Linked DNA regions of Mus musculus: all the other regions are linked to region 3. A link is a contact called in public HiChIP or PLAC-seq and promoter capture Hi-C data. All regions are on one chromosome and are shown on one strand. Each heading gives the region's core, a stretch centred on a gene start, on an enhancer-like site or on the middle of the called end of the contact. The rest is flanking DNA. Distances are from core to core; before and after follow the strand shown. Region 1 overlaps Gm39623 (a long non-coding RNA gene). Region 2 has its middle 18 kb from the start of Gm33222. Region 3 holds the start of Plekhb2 (pleckstrin homology domain containing, family B (evectins) member 2).

The links. Promoter capture Hi-C pulls out the DNA fragments that hold promoters and counts their contacts. HiChIP or PLAC-seq counts read pairs in DNA pulled down with a chosen protein or histone mark.
Region 1: a contact with region 3 is called in an H3K27ac HiChIP or PLAC-seq map of extraembryonic endoderm stem cells, with 4 times the contacts expected there. The contact joins the enhancer-like site here to the promoter of Plekhb2 in region 3. A contact is called at or near these places in 4 of 39 promoter capture datasets (the 3T3-L1 cell line, cranial neural crest, hippocampal neurons and 1 more), 4 of 115 datasets of contacts at active chromatin or transcription factors (embryonic stem cells and extraembryonic endoderm stem cells) and 1 of 9 other capture datasets (embryonic stem cells).
Region 2: a contact with region 3 is called in a promoter capture Hi-C map of cranial neural crest. The contact joins the enhancer-like site here to the promoter of Plekhb2 in region 3. A contact is called at or near these places in 2 of 39 promoter capture datasets (the 3T3-L1 cell line and cranial neural crest) and 3 of 115 datasets of contacts at active chromatin or transcription factors (embryonic fibroblasts, embryonic stem cells and stem cell-derived neural progenitor cells).

The regions. Positions count from the first base shown.
Region 1 is chr1:36,018,987-36,021,941 of GRCm38.p6, reverse strand. Gm39623 (a long non-coding RNA gene) reads right to left here. Exons shown (of 3, transcript XR_865339.1): 3 at 454-704. Among named protein-coding and RNA genes, the nearest start is that of Gm39623, 3.7 kb to the right of the region's middle. Within about 2 kb of position 1,686, at least 7 of the 459 cell types and tissues checked have an H3K27ac peak or open chromatin away from gene starts, as enhancers often do. A contact at or near this core is called in extraembryonic endoderm stem cells, where this site is marked.
Region 2 is chr1:35,991,686-35,994,874 of GRCm38.p6, reverse strand. No RefSeq gene overlaps it. Among named protein-coding and RNA genes, the nearest start is that of Gm33222, 18 kb to the left of the region's middle. Within about 2 kb of position 1,729, at least 22 of the 459 cell types and tissues checked have an H3K27ac peak or open chromatin away from gene starts, as enhancers often do.
Region 3 is chr1:34,848,359-34,851,402 of GRCm38.p6, reverse strand. It overlaps Plekhb2 (pleckstrin homology domain containing, family B (evectins) member 2), which reads right to left and starts at 1,444. Exons shown (of 8, transcript NM_145516.2): 1 at 1,340-1,444.

The DNA.
Region 1 (2,955 bases), core at 437-2,936, 1.2 Mb before region 3:
CTTACCTCTGGGTATAAGGATGGGTATTTAGAACACAGGAATTATGTTAGCTTAGTGAAGCGGCAGTTGTAGGTTATCCCCTAATATCCATGAACTCACTATGTGGGGGTGGTTGGCTAGGTTTCCAGTATAAGGCATGATTTATTGCCTGACGAGCAGGCCTTAAGTCCAATCATAGAGCTGTTAGTTACTACCAAGTTATGAGTGCCACTATTGTACTCTTAGAGTTGTTTGCCATTGTCGTTCATAGGCATTGCAGCTGGGTAGATTTTAGAAGAAGGTAGAGATTCCATGTCATACGGGTGATGGGCAGTTACTAGATTTGGTTTGTTTTCTCTGCTAGTTAAAGAATGAGAAATCAGGGAAACTCTTGAGTCCAACTATAGGCTTGATGTTTCAAAAACCCACTTTATTTAGGGTGCGCTAAAGCTCCAGCCTCCCTTCTAGCCCCTGATCAAAGCTAGGGAGAAAGATGGTCAATAGGACAAGAGGGGTGTGGACCTGTTTAGAAGTAGTTCTTTGGGGCGATTACAATCTTCATTGTCAGGATATCAGCTGTCCAGTCCAAAAGCAAACACCAAACACGAATCAGTAGCAGCTACTACATCCAGCAGAAAACCAGAGACTCTGCCCAATCGTCACAGGTCACAGCGGAAGTGCCAAAAAGCAGCCAGAATACCAGAAGTTCTTTGGTGCGGTTCTCTCTACAAAGTCACAACAAGCGAAGATCACTGAAAACTGGTGAAGTATTGCTGGGTGAGCAGTGAAGACCAGCGAAGTGTTGCAAGACATAGAAATTCAAGAGCGCTCTCTCACTGTCTGTAAGGGTTCTACTTAAACTCTTTCCAAACATTATGCACTCTCTCAAACATCTGCTTCAGCAAAACATCCTCTCACAAGACAGATTCCAGAGAAACATCTGAGTTTCCAAAGAAACCAGACATTTCCACTTCATAAGACAGGTAGCAGTGGGGCAATCTCAAATGCAGCAGACAGAAAACCATCCAGTGACGAAGAACTTTTATTAGGGTTGAGGAAACACACAAACAGAGAGGAAGGAGGCCCCCTACAAAGCAGAGGAGGGGTGTCAGGAGTTCCCAACCCAACTTTTCTTTGGCTTGGAGTTTTTTTGTTTGTTTGTTTTTTGGTTTTGGTTTTGGTTTTTTGAGACAGGGTTCCTCTGTATAGCCCTGGCTGTCCTGGAACTCACTTTGTACACCAGGCTGGCCTCGAACTCAGAAATCTGCCTGCCTCTGCCTCCCAAATGCTGGGATTAAAGGCATGTGCCGCCACGCCTGGTGCCTTGGAATTTTAAGAGCCTTGCGGGTGGAGGTGGGGGACCTTCCTCCTCTAATTCAGGGTTGCTCAGTTTGAACAAAACACAAGGTAGATGATAGGTCCACACTTTGGCATAAACAGATCCTGATCCAGCCTTGAACTTTTTGGGCAAGCCCATCAGCAGAGAGGCCCCTCCTCCTGGCAGGAGAAAAAGCCCTCCAGGCCTTAGTCTTCTGTCAGAAAGGCAAGGAAGCAGCCTGTCATTGTAAAGTTAGGCTTTATATTACTGAGCTGATATGCCCCTTCTCCCTATTTTTCTGCCTATCAGGTATCTGTCTAACTCTTAATCCCTCAGGTATGTCACTGGGAGATAGCAGCTCACTAGAGATGACCACTCAGATGCAGTTTATAGCGAATTGAAAGCCTTAATTCCAGCTGGCTGGAACTACACTCAGGTATTCAGTACCTAAGTGTACTGGCTGGTTTTATGTCAGCTTGACACAAGCTAGAGTCCTCAGAGAGGAGGGAGCCTCCGTTGAGGAAATGCCTCCATGAGATCCAGCTGTAAGGCATTTTCTTAATTAGTGATCAATGGGGGAGGGCCCAGCCCATTGTGGGTGGAGCCATTCCTGGGCTGGTGGTCCTGGGTTCTATAAGAAATCAGGCCGCCCAAGCCATGGGAAGCAAGCCAGTAGCAGCACTTCTCCATGACCCCTACACCAGCCCCTGCCTCCAGGTTCTTGTCCTGCTTGAGCTCCTATACCTTCCTTCAATGGTGAACAGCAACCTGGAAGTCTAAGCTGAATAAACCCTTTCCTCCCCAACTTGCTTTTTGGTCATGGTGTTTTGTTGCAGCAATAGAAACCCTGACTAAGTGTAGCTTCAAGCATTTAGATCAAGGGGCTTTTAAAGGCAAAAATCACATTCTAGTATCTCACTTGGCTGCAGGGGGAGAGGTCTTGCACAAGCAGGCAGTTTAGCAGAAGCTAAGATAAGCAAGCTGGGGCATCTCAGCCTCAGGTCCTAGAGTAAAGTTAGGTCGTTTCCCAAGGGATTCTCCATCAAGGAGATCAAATTCTAGCTAAACCTGAAATGGCCTCAGCAAGAATACAAGATGGAAGAACTTCTGCACTGTCTTGCCCTGTCACATTACCAAGCCAGGATAGCCTCCAACAAGCTTAAAGTTTGGTAGCCCGAGGCTTATACTCAGAATCAACAGTTACTGGAGACACACACAGCTACTGAAGGGCATGGTAGGAGAAGCATTTGACATTGAGTTGTAACAGGCAGCTCTGTGGGCTTCCCCCCAGGAGGGTTCAGGCTAAATGGCTGGAAAGGAAAACATTTGCTAATATGGGTAGTCTAGTGTGGTGGTTTGAACACGCTTGGCCCAGGGAGTGGCACTATTAAGAGGTGTGGCCTTGTTGGAGGAAGTGTGTCACTGTGGGGGTGGGCTTTGAGACCCTCCTCCTAGCTGCCTGAGGAATCAAGTCTTCCCCTGTTTGCCTTAGGGAAAAGATGTAGAACTCTCAGCTCCTCCTGCACCATGCCTGCCTGATGCTGCCATGCTTCCTGCCTTGATGATAATGGACTGAGCCTCTGAACCTATAACTGCCAGCCCCAGTTAGTGCTGTTCTTTATAAGAGTTGCCTTGGTCCTGGTGTCGCTTCACAGCAA
Region 2 (3,189 bases), core at 480-2,979, 1.1 Mb before region 3:
GGGGAGCTCCTGGAACCATGTGCAGATAAGCTGTCTAGCCTGACATCTTCCCCAGCCCCATTCTCCTGGACTTACCCATCCCATTCCAGTTAACCATTGACTCCAGCAAGCATCAGTTCCCTAGTTCTCAAGACACTCCTGCCGTGGGGATCAGGGATGCTGTACTGTTCTTACAGTATCATATGTGTCTTATTAGGGTTTCTATTGCTGTGATGAAATACCACAACCAAACAACATGGGGAGAATAGGGTTTATCCAATCTACACATCACAGTTCATCATCAAAGGAAGCCAGAACAGAAACTTAAACAGGGTAGGAACTTAGAGGCAGGAGCTGATGCAGAGGTCATGGAGTGGTGCTGCTTACTGGCTTGTTCCCCATGGCTTGCTCAGCCTGCTTTTTAAATAGCACCCAGGGCCATCAGCTCAGGGATGAAACTACTCACCATGCGACACAGGCTCTTGTCTTAGTTAAGGTTTCATTGCTGTGTGGTCAGGTTCATACTATGGCTACAGCAACTCTTATAAAGGAAAACATTTAGTTGGGGCTGGCTTCGAGTTTCAGAGGTTCAGGCCATTATCGTCATGGTGGGAAGCATGGCAGCTTGCAGGCAGGCATGGTGCTGGAAGAGCAGAGAGTTCTACATCTTGATCTGAAGTCAAGCAGGAGGAGTGTTTTACACTGGGCAGGATTTGAGCATATATATTACCCCAGAGCTTCCCACCACCACCCACCACCACAGTGACACACTTCCTCCTTCAAAGTCACACAATAAGTCCACACCTCCTAGTAGTGCCACACTTCATGGTCCAAGCATTCAAACACATGAGTCTATGGGGCCATACCTATGCAGCCCTCCCCGATCAATCACTAATTAAGAAAATGCCCTGCAGGCTTGCCTGCAGCCCTGTCTCATGGAGGCATTTTCCTAATTGAGATTTCCTTCTCTCAGATGACTTTAGCTTGTGTCAAGTTGACATAAAACTATCGAGCAAATCCTGTAAGGCTCTGGTCCCTGCTTACCCCAGAATGATTTGCCTTGACTCTAATACTATGCTCAGGGCTCTCTGTCTCCCTCCTACCAGGGTTCTGCCAAGGGCGTCAGCTCCAGAAGTCCCCTTTAGAGCCAACTTTCCACCACTGCTCCTAAAGCTAGTTGTCTGAAGTGGTCTTCCCCCGAAGCAGGTTCTGAATACAAGTTTTGCATGCTGAGTGGCTTTGACAGCATCTTTTGGCATTCCAGAATGGGGATGGTCTCAGAGCTTACTTGCATGGGGTGACAGGCTTGGTCTTTGGAACCCATACAAAGCAGCTATTGGCCTACAGACTGGCCCTGGAAGAGGGTTAAAGGAACTTGGGGGCTGCAGCTGTGGGCAAGTGAGGTAGAACTGAGCCATCTTCCCTGGAGCAGCTGGCAAGTTTATGCCCAGAAGGAGAGTGTCCTGCCTTGCCAGCCACCAGAAGTGGGATAGCAGAACACTTCCATGAGGGTGTCTTGCTGCCCTGGGTGAGTCTGACATGGCATGGGAGGTATCTGTGACCCAGGAAAAATGGGTCCAGGTGGTGGCATGGCACGGGAGCCAACATCCTGGTTAGATCTTCATGAGTTCTTCATCTAGCCAGGCCAGGAGCTAAGTGCAGATGAACTATGGGGTCCTCTGTGATGGTACAGGGCCTTTGCTTGAGCTCAGGCTACAGTGACAGGCCAGTGCTGTCCTTTCTGCTTCCTCTTTGCTTCTTGTACTCCACCCTAAACGTTGTAAGGAGGTGGGGAAGTGAGGGAAGGGTGGTTGAGACCACAGTGCCAAAGGGCATTTTGGTCTAAATTGAAGTGTACCCCCTGCTCTGTCATTTGTCTGCTTATTATCTGCCCATCTGTCTCTCACCTCCGCCCCACCTGGCTCCTATTAACTTCTGTCCACACAGGGGCCTTGCTGACACCACAGGCATGTGTCCTTGAGGGACAAAGCTTAGCCCACTGGGCTGCCTTCTCTCTCTTCAGTGAGCCAGGCCCAGCAAGCTCAGAACAGTGGCGCAACTCCAGATTTCATTAAATCAAGGGAGGAAAATATTTTTGAAAGAGGGTAAATAGAACTTAATTTGCCATGTGGTTGGAATTAACAGAGAACACTTCCCAGCAGCCTCTGAAAGGTTTGGTGGTTGAAACAGCTTCATTGGCTCTGGCTTGGGCCTCAGTGCTATTCAAAGCCTCCATCATCAGAGCTGGCGGCGGCTGCTGGCTGGGGTGGGGTACACGACGCATCTTGGGTAAATGTTTGCCTTTCAGTGGCTGCACTGAGGGACACAGCTGTGGAAGAGCTTCTTCCTCTCCGATAGAAATTTCTCCCTGAGTTTCATGAGGGTGGCTGCATTCTTGGGGTGGGGAGCTGGCAACAAGGAGAAAGGCTCCCAAGAGTCACTCCGGCTGCCCTGGACCCACCCTTATTCTGCTCAGGATGTGCCATGCACAGCTGGCAGCCATATGCTGTGGGGGAAAGAGTCTGTGGTACTGCTGTAATCTGACCATTTCCTGTCCAAGTTTCTTTGTTGGTAGACTTAATCCCAAATGCTGTGTTGACGTTTGTCTTAGTTTGGGTTTCTATTGCTGTGAAGAGACACCATATCCATGGCAGCTTTTGTAAAGGGAAGACATTTCATTGAGGCTGGCTTACAGTTCAGGGGTTTAGTCCATTGTCATCGTGGCAGGAAGCATGGCAGCGTGCAGGCAGACATGGTGCAGGAGAGGTAGGTAGCTGAGAGTTCCACATCTGGATCTGCAGGCAGCAGGAAGAGGTTGAGATATAAGGTCTGGCTTGAGCATCTGAGACTTCAAAGCCCACCCTGAGTGACATACTTCCTCCAACAAGGTCACACACAGGATGAGCCTGGGGAGGCCAGTACTTGTAGATAAGTACCCTCAGAGGTAATCAGGGTTACCTGAGGTCATGACAGTGGCCTCCATGAACTGAGATTACAAATACATGTCATCTTGCCTGACTTTTAGACATGGGTTCTGGGTTGGACTCAGGTTCTTAGGTTGTGTGATCAAGCGTGTTGCCAATTGACACATATCTTCTCAGCTCTGCATTAAGGGACTTTACTTTTCTTCAGTTGAGGACTGAAGAAACAGAAGCAGAAGAAAGAAAAGAATTAGAAAGAAGAAAAAGAAAAGGAGGAGGAGGAGGAAGA
Region 3 (3,044 bases), core at 195-2,694:
AGAGGAGCAGGAGGCCCAGCGGAGCAGGGCAACCCCAGGAAGAAGAAAGCCCTGGGGTCTCAGTAAAGCAGTAGCGGTACTTTGTGAAGTCACAGGAGCTATCAGAAAGGCCAAACTGCTCCCATCCTCAGAAGAGCCCCCACCACCTTATCCAGACATAGGTGGAGAAGGGGAGGGAGGGTAAGGGCTAAGCAGCTCTACGGGAAGATACCATTTAGGACAGGGGGCACCTGGGAAGGGATGCGTAGGACTGGGGAGGATACATCAAGAAGTGGGCATTTGGGCCGGGCGGTGGTGGTGCACGCCTTTAATCCCAGCACTTGGGAGGCAGAGGCAGGCGGATTTCTGAGTTTGAGGCCAGCCTGGTCTACAAAGTGAGTTCCAGGACAGCCAAGGCTATACAGAGAAACCCTGTCTCAAAAAAAAAAAAAAAAAAAAAAAAAATGGGCTTTTGGTGAACCCGGAAAAGACCCTGAGGAAAGGGCAGGGGTACAAGACAGACCTGGTCACTGGGTCAGGAGAAGAAAAGATTATGGTGGGGAACACTGAAGAATCCCTGCAGAGACCCAGGGGGAAATGGAGGGGAGCTAGGCTAGACAGGACCCTAAGGAAGACTATGAAGGGCTGGGAGGATAGATCAGGAAGTGGGGAAGAGACAGACTTGGAGGAGGGAGTACAACCAGAATGTGGGACACTAGCGACAGGGGAGGAGTCAGGAGCTGGAGGGGAATACAATCAGGATGGGGACGCTAAGTAAGGAGGAACGTAGTAGCTGGGGGGCCGATGGGGGGAGGATACAATCAGGATGGGGACACTGGGAAGGGGTAGGAGGTGGGAAAGGAAGAGAACAGTCAGGGTAGGGACACTGAAGAGACAGGAGGGGAGGGGGGGATACAATTAAGATTGAGGACATGGGGGAGTGGGGAGGAGGCAGGGAGAGGCTGGAGTAATATAATGAGGATGGATACTGGGGAAAAGGCAGGAGCTAGTGTGAGGTGGAGTGTATCATCAGAACAGCAGACGTTAGGGACGAGGGAGGGGTGTGGGTCAGAATGGAGACACTCTGGAAAAGGAAGAGGGCAAGAGCTGGGGGGGGGGGGGGAGGCGAGGAACATTAGAGAAGGGGGAAGGAACAGGGGCTGGGGGGGGTGGTGTCACCGAGGAAGTGGGCGCGGCCAGCAAGGTTAGAGCTCCCCAGAGCCAGGCTTTGAGAGGGGGTATTGGCGAAGCGGGTTACCCCCGGAGGGGCGTGAGCGGGGCCGAATGGGGTACCTCCGACCGGGGAGGTCCGGGGAAGGGGTCGCACGCGGGCGCAGGGGGGCTCCGCGGGCACAGTCACCTGCGAATGTTCAGGCCGCCAAGACAGGGATCAGGCTGAGAGCGCAAGGTCGCCGGCTTCTCCTGCTTCTCCGCTGGACGCGCGAGTCCTGGTCCTGCGTCACCGCCTCGAGCCATGCGCATGCGCGCAAGGCAGGTGCCACCCGGGTGCAGGGCCGAAGCCAAGGCGTTGCTCTCAACCTGGGCTGTTATCTGCTCAAAGGTGGTTCTAAGTTTCTTGATCTTGGCCTCTAAACACAGAGCTTCGTAGAGAAAAGCGTGACAGCGGGAATGGGGGCAAGCCAAGGGCAAACTGAACCTGGGACCTCTCAGAGCCAGAAATGAAGACCTGCAGGCTTAAAAACCAGGAAGATGGAGATGTCAAAACTGAAACAGCAATCAAGGAACAAAACTGGAAGTCTTAGCAATAACTCACATAGAAATGTTATAGCTTAGAATATAAAATATAAGGATAAAAAAATAAATGAGGAAGGAGCCGGGGGGTGTTAGTAGGACTGTAATCTCAGTACTGGGGAGGCTTAGTCAGGAGGATAATAACTTTGAGGGCAGCTTGGGCTACATAACATGGCAGTACACAGCTGTAATCTCAGCATTTGAAAGATGTGGTAAGAAGATATAAAGGAAGGCCAAGATTATCTTTAGCTAGGTAGTGAGCTCAAGGTCAGTCTAAGGAAAAAAAAATACTCTTTTAATTATAGTGCCTTGTGTATCCCAGGTTTTTTCTAGGTTCTTGGTGTCTCAAACAATGACTTGCACAACACAGAATAAAGGTTGTCAAAGGGTACATTTATTTACAAAGAAAATGCATGGAATACACTCCCCAGAATGGGAACGGCCTGAGCAAGCATAAGACTCAAGACCCCCATGACCTTTTGGAGCGTTGTGAGTTTAAGTAGAGTGAGGAGCAGATTCCCTGCGTAGAAATTAGGTAGACCCTTTGCCCTGATTGACAGATGGGCTGTTAGGTAGCCTTGAGTTGGTGGGTCATACATCCTATAGCTTTATGCATGTGCCACACACACACACACACACACACACACACAAACACACACCGTGTTTACACCTGAAACAGTAAATAAATTTGTTACTATTTCACTTCAAGGAAAAACGTACCCTCATAACACGTATACTCAAAGCTGGTTTTAAATACACTTGTGTATCTGCTGTATCTGCCCTCCTACCAGGAAATGCCTAATCTCAAATTACCTACAGGAGAGATGGGTGTTGCCCTGTGGGAAGGAGACCGAAGGTACCCTCAGGTCATCGGACAGCCCTATGATCATTTACATTGATGGAGCTATAGCTGTTGTACTGATTAGTTTTTGTCAGCTTGACACAAACTAGGATCATCTGGGAAGGGAACCTCAAATGAGAAAAAAATCTCCATCAGATAAGTCTGGGGACTTTCTCTAAAGTGATTGGCATTGGGGGGCGGTGCCTATCTCAGTACAGGCAATGCAATCCTTTAGCAGGAGGTCATGGATTATATAAGAAAGCAGACCAGTAAGCAGGGTCCCTCCACGGTCTCTGCTTGAGTTCCTGCCTTGCCTTCCCTCGATGTCAGACTGTGATCAAGATTTATAAACTAAATAAGTCCTTCCTTCCCTAAGTTGCTTTGAGTCATGATAATTTCACAGCAATAGAAAATGCAGATTTTTTTCCTACTTTACTGCACTTATTGAATTTTCCTTTCATTTTAAATTACT